2 separate regions of the Zea mays genome follow, and region 1 is linked to region 2. The links are chromatin contacts, called in public Hi-C maps. All regions are on one chromosome and are shown on one strand. Each heading gives the region's core, a stretch centred on a gene start, on an enhancer-like site or on the middle of the called end of the contact. The rest is flanking DNA. Distances are from core to core; before and after follow the strand shown. Region 1 holds the start of LOC100274102 (Per1-like family protein). Region 2 holds the start of LOC100193088 (WPP domain-interacting protein 2).

Region 1 (6,901 bases), core at 3,557-6,056, 680 kb before region 2:
ACATATGACATATATCTTCTTAGAGAAACTAAATCTGGAGATTGTAAGAATATAACATTGACCAAAGTTTTCAAAATTCTTGGTCACAAGCATTGCGCCTTAGGTCACAGGCATGTTTGGTCTTGAGCCCCAATTAATCCTTCCAAGATTTGGTCATGACCAAGACTAGCCATATCTACGATTTTGGCAACGGAGGGCTGTTTGCATTGTAATCATGCCTGCCAAAAGTACCTTGAATATATATGACATGTGGGCCCAATATATCATTACATCTTGTGTCAAAACATAATCGACATGGACCTTGATTTGTATATCTAATGACAGGACATGTGGAGGCTGAAATGCTGAATCCAAACAAGCCCTAGATAGCCAAAAGGTTCCAAAGTCCATGCAACCAGTTCAGAGATGCCACTTCACCCAGAACCTTTTGTTGGCGGTGCCAGTTCTTCGATGAGACATTTGCTCACCCCGATCCCCAAATTTATCTGCGCTCAGTAGTGAAAATACATTGGCACAGCTAAATTTTTTAGGGCCATGCTAACTTTTGGAAGCGAAATAAAGCTAACCATTTCTGTTAGCATTACAAAAAGGGAAACCCTTTTGGCTCAACAGGGCAGGAAACCAAGCATACCCTAAATCCTCCCTTCAGGCAACTAGCCTCTACCACCCTGACTCAATGCTTATGCGGTATGTTGCTTATATATGTTGTTTACATGATTTTTAGAAATAGATCTACTTATTTTTATGAAATCAAATAATATACGCCATCGACATTATAAATTTAAGAAAAGTGAACATGATGCTACCATTGCACATTGGGATAAGCTTCAGATAGAACAGCTCTGTTCTTTACAAATTTACATAACGATTAATCTAGTTAAATTCTTTTCTCGAACATGAATCTGGTGAAATTCATCAGAAAAACTAGGAACAGAATAGGTGTGATTCATAAGTTGTCTTTTGGACTTTGAGCAGAACATATGACGAAAGCATGAGAGATGAATAGGTGCGAAAATTACAATTTAGCTACGAAATACTAGATATACAAAATATGCCACAAAGCATGTTATTAACCTCTAACTCTGATCTGGAAAGTGCTATGCTGGTAACAAAATACTAGAATGGAGTGGACAACAGCGCCCTTAAAAAAACCGAAGCAGTTAGAATTTCGAAGTCATGCTAATGAGCCATCACCACGCATGTAGGGTCTGTTTGGATTGAACCCTGAGGACAATGCTTTTGGCCCGTAGCATCCCTGATTCCCTCGTGGTTGTGTAACATGTTTGGTTTCTCACACCCATTCTCACAGTTCAGGGCAACTGTTAATTGCTGTTGATTCACCTCATTAAATTCTCAATAATGCTATCACATATCTCACTTCGCCTTGTAAATGCCTTTCTTTTTTCTTCTTTTAGTTCAATGCACAGGAAAGTGAATACGTACACATGATGCTCTATGATGGGCGAAATGTTCTAAAATAATTATTTATCTATTTTTGGAAATCATATTTACCATTCCTGCACATCAAAGCTAACAAAAAATTGAGCTAGTAATATTTTAATTTTATACCATTACATAGGTACAACTTAATTCAATCTCAAGCTCAAGTACCAACCAAAAAAAGGTACAACCTGTTAGAGTGTGTGTTCTTATATGTATCCGTAGACGGGCTGGCACCACTGTTGGGCTGCCAACCCATTAGTCTTATGGTTTATCCTGGGTCTCTATATATATGTAATCACTTCATATCCAATACAACTAGGGTTTCCAACATGGTATCAGAGGGCTAGGTTTTCCCTCTTCTCCACCCCTAGCCGCCAGCCCCCTGGGAGGCTATTCCATCCCTGGGGGGGTCCCTTCCTTGCCTGCTCGGACCCCCAGCGCGGACGCGCCGACCTCTTCTTCTTCCTTGACGCTGGCCTTGCCCCTACACCTCCCAAGCGCCGGCATGGAGCTCGGCCAGGCTCCCTACTCCTCCCTAGGGACGACAGGGCCGCCGCTGCCGGTCTGCATGGCCTCGCGCGCCGCCGACCTCTGCTTCCGTCGCTGGCGTATCCGCCCGGACCCACGTCGCCGCTGTGGACGCGCCGCCTGGAACAGCGCTGCTGCGGTCGCCGTTGGGCGCCAACAGGAAAGCCCCCACCGGTGCCGTCACAGGCCAGATCTGGCGCCTCCGCCACCGGCTCAAGCCCAGCACCCTCCCCCTGTGGAGTCTTCCCCAGCCCCACCCCCTCTCCAGCTCCCTACGCGAGCCCCCTAGTGCTCCATGACCCCTCCTTGCACGAGCCCCCTCGGGACAACGTCGACCGACCTACGCCCCGTCGCGGCTCCCTTCACCTTCGGCGGCACAAGTGCTGCCAACCCCACTCTTCCGGTGTCGCTATCGTCCTCCTAGCGCCGACCCTTCTTCCAACGCGTGTGGCGGCCTCTCCTTCAGCCAGCGCTGCCTCCACAGCGCCACCGCCGGCCATCTCCTAACCCTTCAGCAGCGCCCCGCGTCTCTCCTTCAACGTCGGCGTCAAACCAATCCTGCCAAGCCCAGTACAGGCCACTGCCCGGTTGGACCCGCCCCATTTCCCTCCCCATTCTTCGTCGCCGCCACAGTTGGATCCGTTGCTGTCACGGCTTTCTTGGCCAGATCCACTGCTGCCGCAACCTTCCCGTCTGGATCTGTCGTCCCTTTGGCCGGATCGCCGTCTTCATGGCTAGATCCGACGCTGTCGTGGTCTTCCAAGGCCGGATCTAGCGATACCCCTTCTATTCAACCGCAGGCACGACCATCCTGACCGACGCAGATGTGTGTGCTGCCGCTGGCCTCCCTGGCAAGGCCCCTCGACGACCGGATGATAGAAGAAGCAAGAAGGTCCCCGGTCTGCTGCTGCTCTTCTTTTATTGTGTCGCCCCGCCGACTGTTGACGCTCGAACGTCTACCCCTCGAAGAACGAGGCTGCACACCACCTCGACTTCAGCTACCTCGGCATCCAGGGGCTATCATCTGCATGGAGTGCACATCGGCCTCTGCTCCAGCCGCAACACTTGCACCCTCACAGCACTGCGACTGTGAGGGATTTCAACCCGTCGGCTCCTACCTTCGGCTTATGCTCCAGTCTCATCGTTTGCGGTGCTGCCGTTGCGATTACGAGGGGAGGGTAGAGTGTGTGTTTCCTATATGTATCCGTAGCCGGGTTGGCACCACTGTTGGGCTCCCGACCCATTAGGGTTAGGGTTTATCCTGGGTCTCTATATATATGTAAATATGTAATCACTTCCTATCCAATACAACTAGGGCTTCCCTTCCATCACAACCTGGCCCAGCAAAACTCATCAAAGGTTCAGGCTTCCTTCGTGCAGTGTTTTTATCAGGCACAATGCTCAAGCCTCAAAAGCCTAGTAATGTAATGGACACAATATACAAGTCATAGGGTCAAATTCAATAAATTCAAAACTTATTGCATTCTCACAAATAGTACTCCCTCTGTCCGAAATTGTAAGTTGCTTTGGCTTTTCTAGGTACACTAGATATATGCCTGTGTACTGCACCATGGCCATAAACCTCAGTAATTGGATGCGGACGTGAGATCTGGTTTTCGTATCGAAATTGGGTAGGACGACAACACATGAGCTGTGAATGAAGGATGATTCATATCGAACACGGACACATGAGCAAGGATCAAGATTTGGTGTCACCAAGAGATGACGTCAGAGTCTTTTTAGGTGTAGAGATAGCAAGTTTAGTTCATAATATGTCATCAAATCCAAATAAGACATAATTAACCAAATTCTTATTTCCAAGTTGATGTTGTAATGTTTGCTAGGATCCTAGAACCAACTCGTTGTTACAAAATTACACACCAGGCAATCAAGTTGTTCTAGTAAAGCTCATGCCTTATTGCTTCACATCTCGTCTCATAAGACACTGATACATGTTCCACTTGGCATAGAAAGCAAGTGTTAACTTAATCAAATGACCGTTTGCCGCAGAGATTCAGCTGTGCGCGTGTGATCTATTTTGAGGGACCCTATTTCAAATTGATATATTACTATGCAGCAAACTAGCTAGCATGGGAGTAGTCATCAGCCACATTCAAACGGTAACACACTAACACATCATTATCTTTACATGTCATAAACAGACCATAGATGTTATGTCCTGTCCAAGATTTACCGGATTAACAATAACAACAGTGGGACTATGAAATCGGAAATCCTCCTACAAGAATCTAGATCAAGCAGGGTTTTGCTTCATGTCTTGAGCAACAGAAAATAATCGGTGCATAACTAATTAGTACTGCTGGAGACAAGTAGAGATTGAGGAGAGACACACAGAGATGCAGCTCACCTGTAACGCGGATCAACATCCCCGAGGCTGGCCTCGACGGAGCCGAGCACCAAACCAAACGCAAGAAGGGAAGCCAACGGAACCGCCCAGACGCTTCGACCCATCGCAGCGGACGCGGCCAGGGTCCTGTGAAATCCTAGTGAAATCAGGAAGAATACCCAGGAGGCCAGGACATATAGCGGACGGAGCAAAAGTAAGCAAATCAGGGTGCTTACTGGAAATGGCAACCCAGATCTCCACCTCTACGGCTCCACGGAGCACAATGGTTACACAATAATAGTACGAACAAAATGGATTGCGCAGGCAGGACCGGTGGCCAGCTTCCCGCGGAGCAAGGGGGCAATTGAGCGGCAAAGAAGGAAAGAGGGAATTCAATGTCGGTCGACCTCCACTCCGCGCGCCGGCCGGCCAAGGAAAGGGGAGCAGGACGAGGGAGAATCAGGATGGATCATGGATGACCTCCTGAGTACCTGACCACCAGCTCAAGAGATAGCCCCAGCTCTGCCCCCGAGTCCCGACGAGGCGGCGCGCAGCCGCTGACTGCTCACTGCTGACCAGGCGACCAGGGGTGCGAGATCGCCTGCTCGACTGTACGTGGGCTGGGCCGCCGGAGTAGACTGGCTGTGACAACGATGGGGCCCCGCCGTCTCGTTTCAGCCTAGTCCAAACCTCCTTCAACCGGGAAAAGAATCCATAAACTGCTACATGGAACGACCATAAACTGCTACATGAATTGATAAACGGAATAATGGTTAGAAATAAAAACTACAGCTCTCTCGAAGCAAGATGCACAAGGTTATCCCTGTAGTGATTTCATTTAACCTTTATCTTCATTAGATATCCCATCATATTAACAAGTATGATGACACGAAGATTCATAAGGAGAGAGAGAAAGAGAGTTTATAGAAGGTGATAGAGTTTTTTATATGAAACTTATGATGTATAGTTTTATAGACAAAAAAATGATGTGACGTTTTTGAAACGGTTCAATAAAAGTCTGCACCAATGGGAAGAATAGTATAATAGAGACAAGTAATTTATTATAAGTTAAATTGTAAAAGTCAAATTATTCAATAAATGTTTTCTAGTATTTTTTTAAAAAAAATATGTAGCACTAAAGTTTGCCCATTTCGTTGACGTTTTTTATCCAAACATCAATGATCTCTATATCGCGCTCTCGAAGAATGAGATCTTGGGGACCTCTCTGCGAGGAGCCAGACGATTCGTGATAGGTCACCAGACGATCCGCGGTTGAACACCAGTTCGTCCGTCGTGGAGCAGATAACTACACTCTTCTTTGTAGGTACACGGACCGTCTGCATGTAGACGGCGGACCGTTCGGGATGGCGCAGAGGGCTTCATGTATAACCTAGATCTCGCCTTCCAATAGAGACCCTATAGAAGAGGAACAGTTTCCCATAGGTCATTACGATAACCATGCAAGAGTTAAGAACTCCAGCCTAAATTAATCTAATCGCGGACTGTTCGGGCTACTCTTACAGACTGACCGGGCCACAACGTCGGATTGTCCGATCGTCCATGTGCCAAATTCCTTCCTTTATATTCTCATCCGCTCTCGGGTTACGATGTCCTATGCGCCACCCTGCGGTTGGACCGTTACAGAGTGGACGGTTGACGCCGACCCGTTAGTGATAGGGTAGGTGATGCGGACATCAACACCAACACGAGCACATCTACACCAGCAGCACCTTCTCTAGCCCAGGCGCCACCCCTTCCACCTGGGCCAGTGACTCGGGCCCGTGCAAGAGAATTGAACTACATCATGTTGTTAAAGAACGAAGGCCCGGAAGAATAGACGACCAGCCCAATTGCGGCCCATAATGGACGACCTAGGGTTGGCCGCCCCTAGGGGCTGCGCCCCCTCTCTATTTATTCAGGAGCTGCGCCTCCTTTATTTTCGGAGTTTTGTTTTACGTTAGCCTTAGCTACTCTCGAACACGCGCAAATCTGCGCTGTCTTCGTGTATTCAGAACTCCACCCTCGAGTAATAGATTAGATTGCTCGCATCTTGTTCTTGTTCGTTCTTCGATTGCGCACAGGAAACGATCTTCGTGATCAGGCCGATCTCGCATCAGCAAGGTCGGTAACCACAGGGAGTTGGTTCAGCGATTGCATTGGCGCCTCGGGCTTGCTCGTCGTAGTCGGATCGCAAGGGCCATCTTCCGCCAAATCGGAATTATCTCTACTCGCCGAAAGATCGGGCACCTCAGCTACATCAATTGGTATCAGATTTCCAGGTTGATCGGTGAGTTTATCGAGCGTTTTTTTTCCTACAGTCCACAAAACCACATAAAAATTCAGGTTAGATCTTATCCCAGCACCCTTTTGAGCCTCGCACTTTCTTTCAATAATCTGCATTGTTGAATTTGTGTGCTTTCGCGTTTCCTTGTTGCTGGTTGCATTGTGTTCTTCCACCATTCAAATCCTAGCGCCGCCACCATCTCCCGTTTGATCACGCCACAAACCGAGTCAACATCGTCTCCTTGTTTTTCTCCTTCGGTTACGTCAAAAAGAAAACAGAAAAAACAAACCGAGTCAACA
Region 2 (6,260 bases), core at 2,250-4,749:
TTATGGTCTTCGAAGTTATCATTTTCATTTTTGATTCCGAAAAAAAATATAAAAACGGAAATAATTTTAGTGTAAAACTGGGCGCATATCCGAGGGTGGGCCTATGCTTGTTCTTCCGTTCGGCGAGCCTACACATGTATGGGCCCGATGGGCGCCCTCGGCCGCAGCCCATGAGCCCCACAGCGCGTGCTGCCGCTGCCACTTTTGCACGCGTTTCCCACAGTCAACACAGCCCAGACGAGGTAGATCGCATACGCGCGCCGGCGCGTATCCCACTTGTCTTCGTCTTGGGGAAATTGGCAAACTCTTTCCATATAGGAGTAAGAAACCTCTCAGTAAGCTGCAAACAGTCAGTCACCCGATTTGCCAATCCAACCCAATTTATGCACAGACCTGCAGTAATTTTTTTAACAGAACACGCGTAGTTTCAGACGTCATTCACCACAGCCTACACTGCATCAGTGTAACGAAACTATACTACCTACTGGCTACAGCTACAGTAAGACAGCAGGACACGCGTTAAGGCATCGCAACCCCGGCGAGCTAATTTACAGGCAGAAGAGAGCACCAGCTGACGGCATCATGTCGGCACAGCCTCGTCAAATGGGGCCGAGACCCGCGCGAAGAACACCTTCAGGGACAGGCATAGCATTACCAGCTGGACGAGGCCAAAGAGGGACGCTCTGAAGGTCCTGCTCTGCATCTTCAGGACCTCGGTCGTCCGGTTGAGCTCCTTCTCCCGGACCTCCAGCTTGTCTACCTGCTCTTTCAGCATCACGATCTTGCTCTCCGTCTCTCGTAGCTTGAGCAGCATTCTGGTCTTGTCCCCGGCAGACAGCGCCCTGTGCTCCTCCAAGGCCACCCGGTCCTCCGCTCGGACCTGCCAATTCTGGCTCGCTTTCAACATCAACAGACACTGAATTTCAGCCTCTAGTTTCTCCTGGAGATGGCGCTCCAGCTCTGTCTCCAATTGGTCGATGCTAGCTGCTGCCTCCTCCAACTCCTCCTCCAGCGCTGCCCTGTCTGCAGTACCGATGAGTATTTGAAGCTTGGAAAGCATCAGGTCTTTCTCTCTGATGGTGTTTGATGCTTCTTTCACTTTCTGTTCAAGATGTTCCATCTTCTCACTCAGTTCCAACACATCAGCCTCACTATACGGCAAAAGGATCACATCTTGGTCTTTGTTACCGGAAGTGGATTCCTCCGCCTCAAGTTCTTTGCCAAGTTCTGATAATTTTCGTATCTCTAAGCAGCACACACAAAAAAAGAGGTGGTTAATACAAACATAAACTAGAGCTCAAAGACTAAACAATTTTTAAATAACCACACCAATCAAGCGATATGTTTCAAGAATATTTCACTAATAACTGGGATGACACAGCTTTGTTATAACCAAGAACCACTATAGTTTGGTGATCCGTTAGAACTAGAACTAGCCAAAAGCATCAAAATACTCCAGAAGTGCACACCTGTCCCTTATCTTATATTGTGAATCAACCAATGATTATTTTTTCTTTTATTTTCAAAATGATGTGAGAGCAAATTTTGTTACTGATGTGGAAAGCATGCTTCATAATACCAGGAAGGATCGTTGTCTGTGTCTATGGAATGAAAGAAAAATAGTAAATGCAAGGCAGGGAGCTCTATAGTCATGAGCTTTTGTGTATTTTGACAAATGCAGCACTGAACAAGACACAATTACTCGTTCTTTAGAAGGGGGAGGTGTGAGCAAACTATCGTCACATATAACCGGACAAAACAACCTGATATAACTGGACAAAACAACATGTTTAGTAAATAATGCATGGCGCATGACCAAAGCAAGCATGGACATGTTTGAAGAAAAGCAAGACTTAAAAAGAAAGGTGTGGTCTGGAAAAGTTACTTCAGCCAGCAAAGCTGTAACTCCATGAAATTCCAAGTTTCCATGTACCATAAAAACACTGTACATATACTGTGTTCCTTAAGCAAAAGTATTAAACAAGTCATGACACATTTCGAACATGGTTGAAAATTACATAGTGTAAGAAGGTACACAAGCAATTTTTTGTTTTTTTTTTTTAAAGTGCATGAGAAACATGAATAAGGTTAAGATCTTTTTTTTTACCATTTTCGAGGATTTGCTGTGTCGTATGAAGTGAGGAAACCGATTCAGCAAAAGGATCACCATTTCTATCTTGGTTCACCCAGCTCCATTCATTCTCATCATTTTGCTCTTCGCTACTTATTATCATTTCCTCACCAACGTCACTGTCCCTTTTGTATGCTGACTGGACCTCCTCGCTTTGGCGGTCCTCACTCCTATCCCCATCATAGTTCATCGACATTGTCCTACACCTGTAGTTGCTGAAAGCATCACCTGCGCGCATCAGATGCTATCAAGTAAGGTTCAGCGAAGGAAGCGTGTCCCCTGTCCCTAATAGCCCTTCAGTGTGCCTTGCGCCCTTTTCCTGCAAAGCCAAAAAATCCTTCACCCTAAACCCTTTTCCCTATTACAATCTCCAGCGGTCTTCAGCCCTATTACACCTAGCGAATAGCCAGCCAGCCCATCGCTAGCACCAAAAAAAAATTGATGTTGAACTGCAGCGGGTTGTCAGGAGGTTGCCTCCTTACTCTTTCTCCACCTCCTTAATCTGCACCGCTTCCTTGGTGGCGTCTCTACAAACAACTTATCTAGTGGTCCTAATGCCTTTAGGGGAGAGGGAGAGCTATCGACCACTGCCTTTCATCGAAAGGCAACTTTGGAGGGGAAAGCACAGGATTCTCTGTCCTAATGCCAATACCAAAAGTTGAAGTTGGTGTTGTAATGTTGTTGAGGCGCAAATCAGCTAACGTATTTGACTATCTGCATCTCCAAATTGAGGTTACCTTGCCCTGATTCGGATCAGAATCATGAGGCGGCTCTGGAGGATACTGGTCTAAATTTTCTGCCCTAGTTGTAAACTCCAATTTAGGCATGCTAATTTCACCTCTATCTCTCTTTTTTTTTTTGTGTGTCTAAATCCTATGTGCTGAAATGAAAGACAAGGAAGCCCGATTGTGAATGTGGCTGAAGCTCCTGAAATCCAGCTCCCAGGGTTGGGTTCTGTGTTTCATCACACTCCTCCATCAAATGAACAATCCTCGTAAGCAGCCAGCAAAACACAGAATTCCACGAAACTATATATACTACACTACGAGACGTCGCCCTCGGTCACAACAAACCAGAAATTTCACGGGAAATTCCGAAATAAACCGGACCAACCTAGAGCGGCGGAGAAACCACACGCACCTGACGCGACGGAAGTTCCTGGGATTGGGACGCCGGGAGGCTAGCGGGGTGCGACCGTGCGAGAGGAGACAGCAAGAGCCGGTGGGGGGCGGGGGCGGGGCCGCCTGGAACGCAGGGAATATAGTATATGCAGCCCCGTAAGGATTTCCGTGAAGCAGCGGATAAACTGTGCGGCACGGAAGAGGGGAGGTTGAGGAAAGCACGAAACGAAGCCGGGGAAGAAAAGGATGTCCGTCAAGGAAGAAGAAGAAGAAGAAGAGTAGTTAACACGAGCACACGATGATGCTGGGAACCGGGGGGGATTCCGTTCCAGATACCGGTTGTCTGCGGTTTGACGGAACGTGGGTTCGGCCCGCTGTAGACCGTAATCTGAACTCCTAGTAGAAAAGAGAAGGCCGTGTGGGGGCGCTGCGGGGGGAATTGCTGGTCTTCGGGCTTTGCCAGTCGCAGAAGCCCGCTTTTGTGGAGTTTTATTGGGCCATGCTTTATCCAGGTTATATAGCTGCTGGACATACGATTAGTTGGTAGCTGTACCGATCGACCAACCTAGTCGACCGCAGTTAAAGCCACGGGGAATCATAAGAACCCAAGTTTATCATTAGAGTTGTATCGTGCAGCAGCAGCGGAAGTGCCGCTAAATAAAATAAAAAAAGACAAGTGGAGAGTGCTACGTGTCCACGTAGAGTATGGACAATGACGTGAGCTTTGCAGCTCAAAGTCCCGGTCGACCACGTATGGATGGCGGACTTGGCATCCGAGGGGTAACCACTCCTGTTGTCGGACACTGTGCTCGCCACCCTTCACCCTCTCGCCTCTCGGATGCAGCAGAGCCCATCGTCGCCTGGTGCGGTGGTGCCACCCTTCACCCTCTCGGAGGCATACTTTGGTGGGCACGCACGACGCGAGAGGGGCACGCGGACACACACGGCCCCCTTTTCCTCAGCTCTTATCGCTGTCGGGCCGCCCCCACGGCCGCAGCTGGGGCAGCCCGCGGCCGTCGCTCTGGTTCGTCCCCCTTTTCCTCGCCGGCTGAGCCCTCTCCCCTGTGTCCCTGTCTCTGTCTGTCTGCACTCTGTAGACTGTTGTAGGATGCATGGATTGGTCCGCTGTTCACGGTGGACACACTACCAGGCCACCCAACAAGCTAGCGACGGCTCACTATGGCGCGGCCATCGGTACGGGTCCGCGAGTGAGGCATCAGCATCACCTCCTTCCTTCCCATCCTCAGCTGCCTCGCCTCGCCGCCTTCGCTCTCTCCCGTCCCGACCGGCTCATCTGCCAACAAAAGTCCATTCATGTCATCGGACACGGGCGCCCTCCCCTCTGGCCGGTACTAGTAGGAGTAGCCGAGTAGTACTCGGTGCTAGCAGCTGCCTGCTCGATCAGGGGACACGGATGAATGATACGTGGCCGGCCGTCCAGTCCACAGACGCGCCATCACCGCCCACAGCCTGCCACTGTCGTTCCCCGCGCTGCAGGCACCCGGCCCGCCGTCGCTGCCCACCACTCCAGTTTGCTGCTCCTTCCATCCCCACTGTAGTACTAGCGAATTGCATACATTTCTTAACCCGTTTCAGGTACTCGTACTCTATTACAGTCCACAAGCTCTCTGGTCATTATACATTGCTATTCTCAATGGTGATTTCACGCACATTTAGTACTGTGCAACATCAGATTCCTTGATGACATGACATATAGCATTCAAGAGGATTTGAGTTTCATGAGGATGAAACGCTTTCAACTCGATTCTAAGTTCTTGAAAACCGTCTAAAACCTAGCGATTTGCTTCACCTTCACATATTTCATCGGCTTCTATTGGCCATTGATTTGCAACGTGTAATTGATATGTTAACCTGTAAAATAGTAAAGTGAAATATTGCATTAAGAGCCATTGTTTCATCCGTAGTTTTATACCACTTTTCGATGATACCACAGCGTTAAAAAGAGCTATACGGATTTTTCATTGAGAATAGCCTAATAGCTCGTTTGGGGGTGTACATATTGTAGCACGGAATTTGGAAATTTGGAAAATCAGCTTTCCTGAATTCTGTTGCTTGGTTGCACATGGAATTGAGATTTGAAAACAGAAATCCAGTTCTAATGGAATTGGTCTATAACTAGAAACTCCATCTCCCAGTACAGAGCGTCACCCCTTTGAATTGCATGGATTTAGACCGCATAATTCTAAACTCCAATTACATGACATCCAAACAATAGAATTGGAATTACTTCTCGTTTCAGTACTATGTCTAATTTGGTTTTGAACCCAATTCAATTCCTTACCCTCCAGTATCGACATTAAAATGGAGCAAAGCATTTCTTGTCAAGGAATAGATTAAGGAGGAGGCGTAGTATGTGCAACACATGAGAAAGGGTTGGTTTTGGACCTATTCCTAAAGGCTTATTCAATTAGGAGTAGATTTATAGGGATGTAGAGGTCATTAGAACAACTCCAAAAGACTACTAAAAATTTATTTCCTTAAACTTAATATTAGGGTCTACTGTAAAAAAATTCTTAAAAAATTATAAGGGTCTGTTTGGTTGGACTATAGCTGTGAAAAAATCGTTATGCGCTATGAGGTGTAAAAAAGTTGTTGTGTGCTGTGAACTGCTAAAAAACTAAAAAAAAGTTGTGTAAACCATTAAAACCCGCAAAAAAATTATATATTTTCACGATTCTATTCAAAAGCCACTAAAAGCACGACTTTTAGAAAAAAAGTGCTTTCTAGATCTAGCCATTTAACTTGGCTTTTGGAGAAAGCCAAAGCCAAAAGCTAAACAAAACACACCCTAAATTCATAGAAATTTGAGGGAGAAAAGGCTAGATATTCAGGACACAAAGATAATGGAGGATAAAAAGGTACCGTTGGAGGACTCATTTTGCGCTTTCTTCCCAACAAATGTTTTACGAGTTTTGTTGGAGTTGTTCTTACTAATCAAAATTAAACATAAATAGATTTAATCTCTATGGAACTGAACTAACTTGGTT

Evidence for each region. A called contact is a pair of places that touch in the nucleus more often than the background predicts.
Region 1: a contact with region 2 is called in a Hi-C map of ear, with 2.3 times the contacts expected there. The contact joins the promoter of LOC100274102 here to the promoter of LOC100193088 in region 2. A contact is called at or near these places in 2 of 25 Hi-C or Micro-C datasets (ear and tassel).

The regions. Positions count from the first base shown.
Region 1 is chr2:41,250,217-41,257,117 of Zm-B73-REFERENCE-NAM-5.0, reverse strand. It overlaps LOC100274102 (Per1-like family protein), which reads right to left and starts at 4,806. Exons shown (of 6, transcript NM_001148481.1): 1 at 4,555-4,806; 2 at 4,340-4,465. The coding sequence starts at 4,443.
Region 2 is chr2:40,573,315-40,579,574 of Zm-B73-REFERENCE-NAM-5.0, reverse strand. It overlaps LOC100193088 (WPP domain-interacting protein 2), which reads right to left and starts at 3,499. Exons shown (of 3, transcript NM_001138251.1): 1 at 3,272-3,499; 2 at 2,108-2,359; 3 at 366-1,245. The coding sequence starts at 2,327. The coding sequence ends at 581.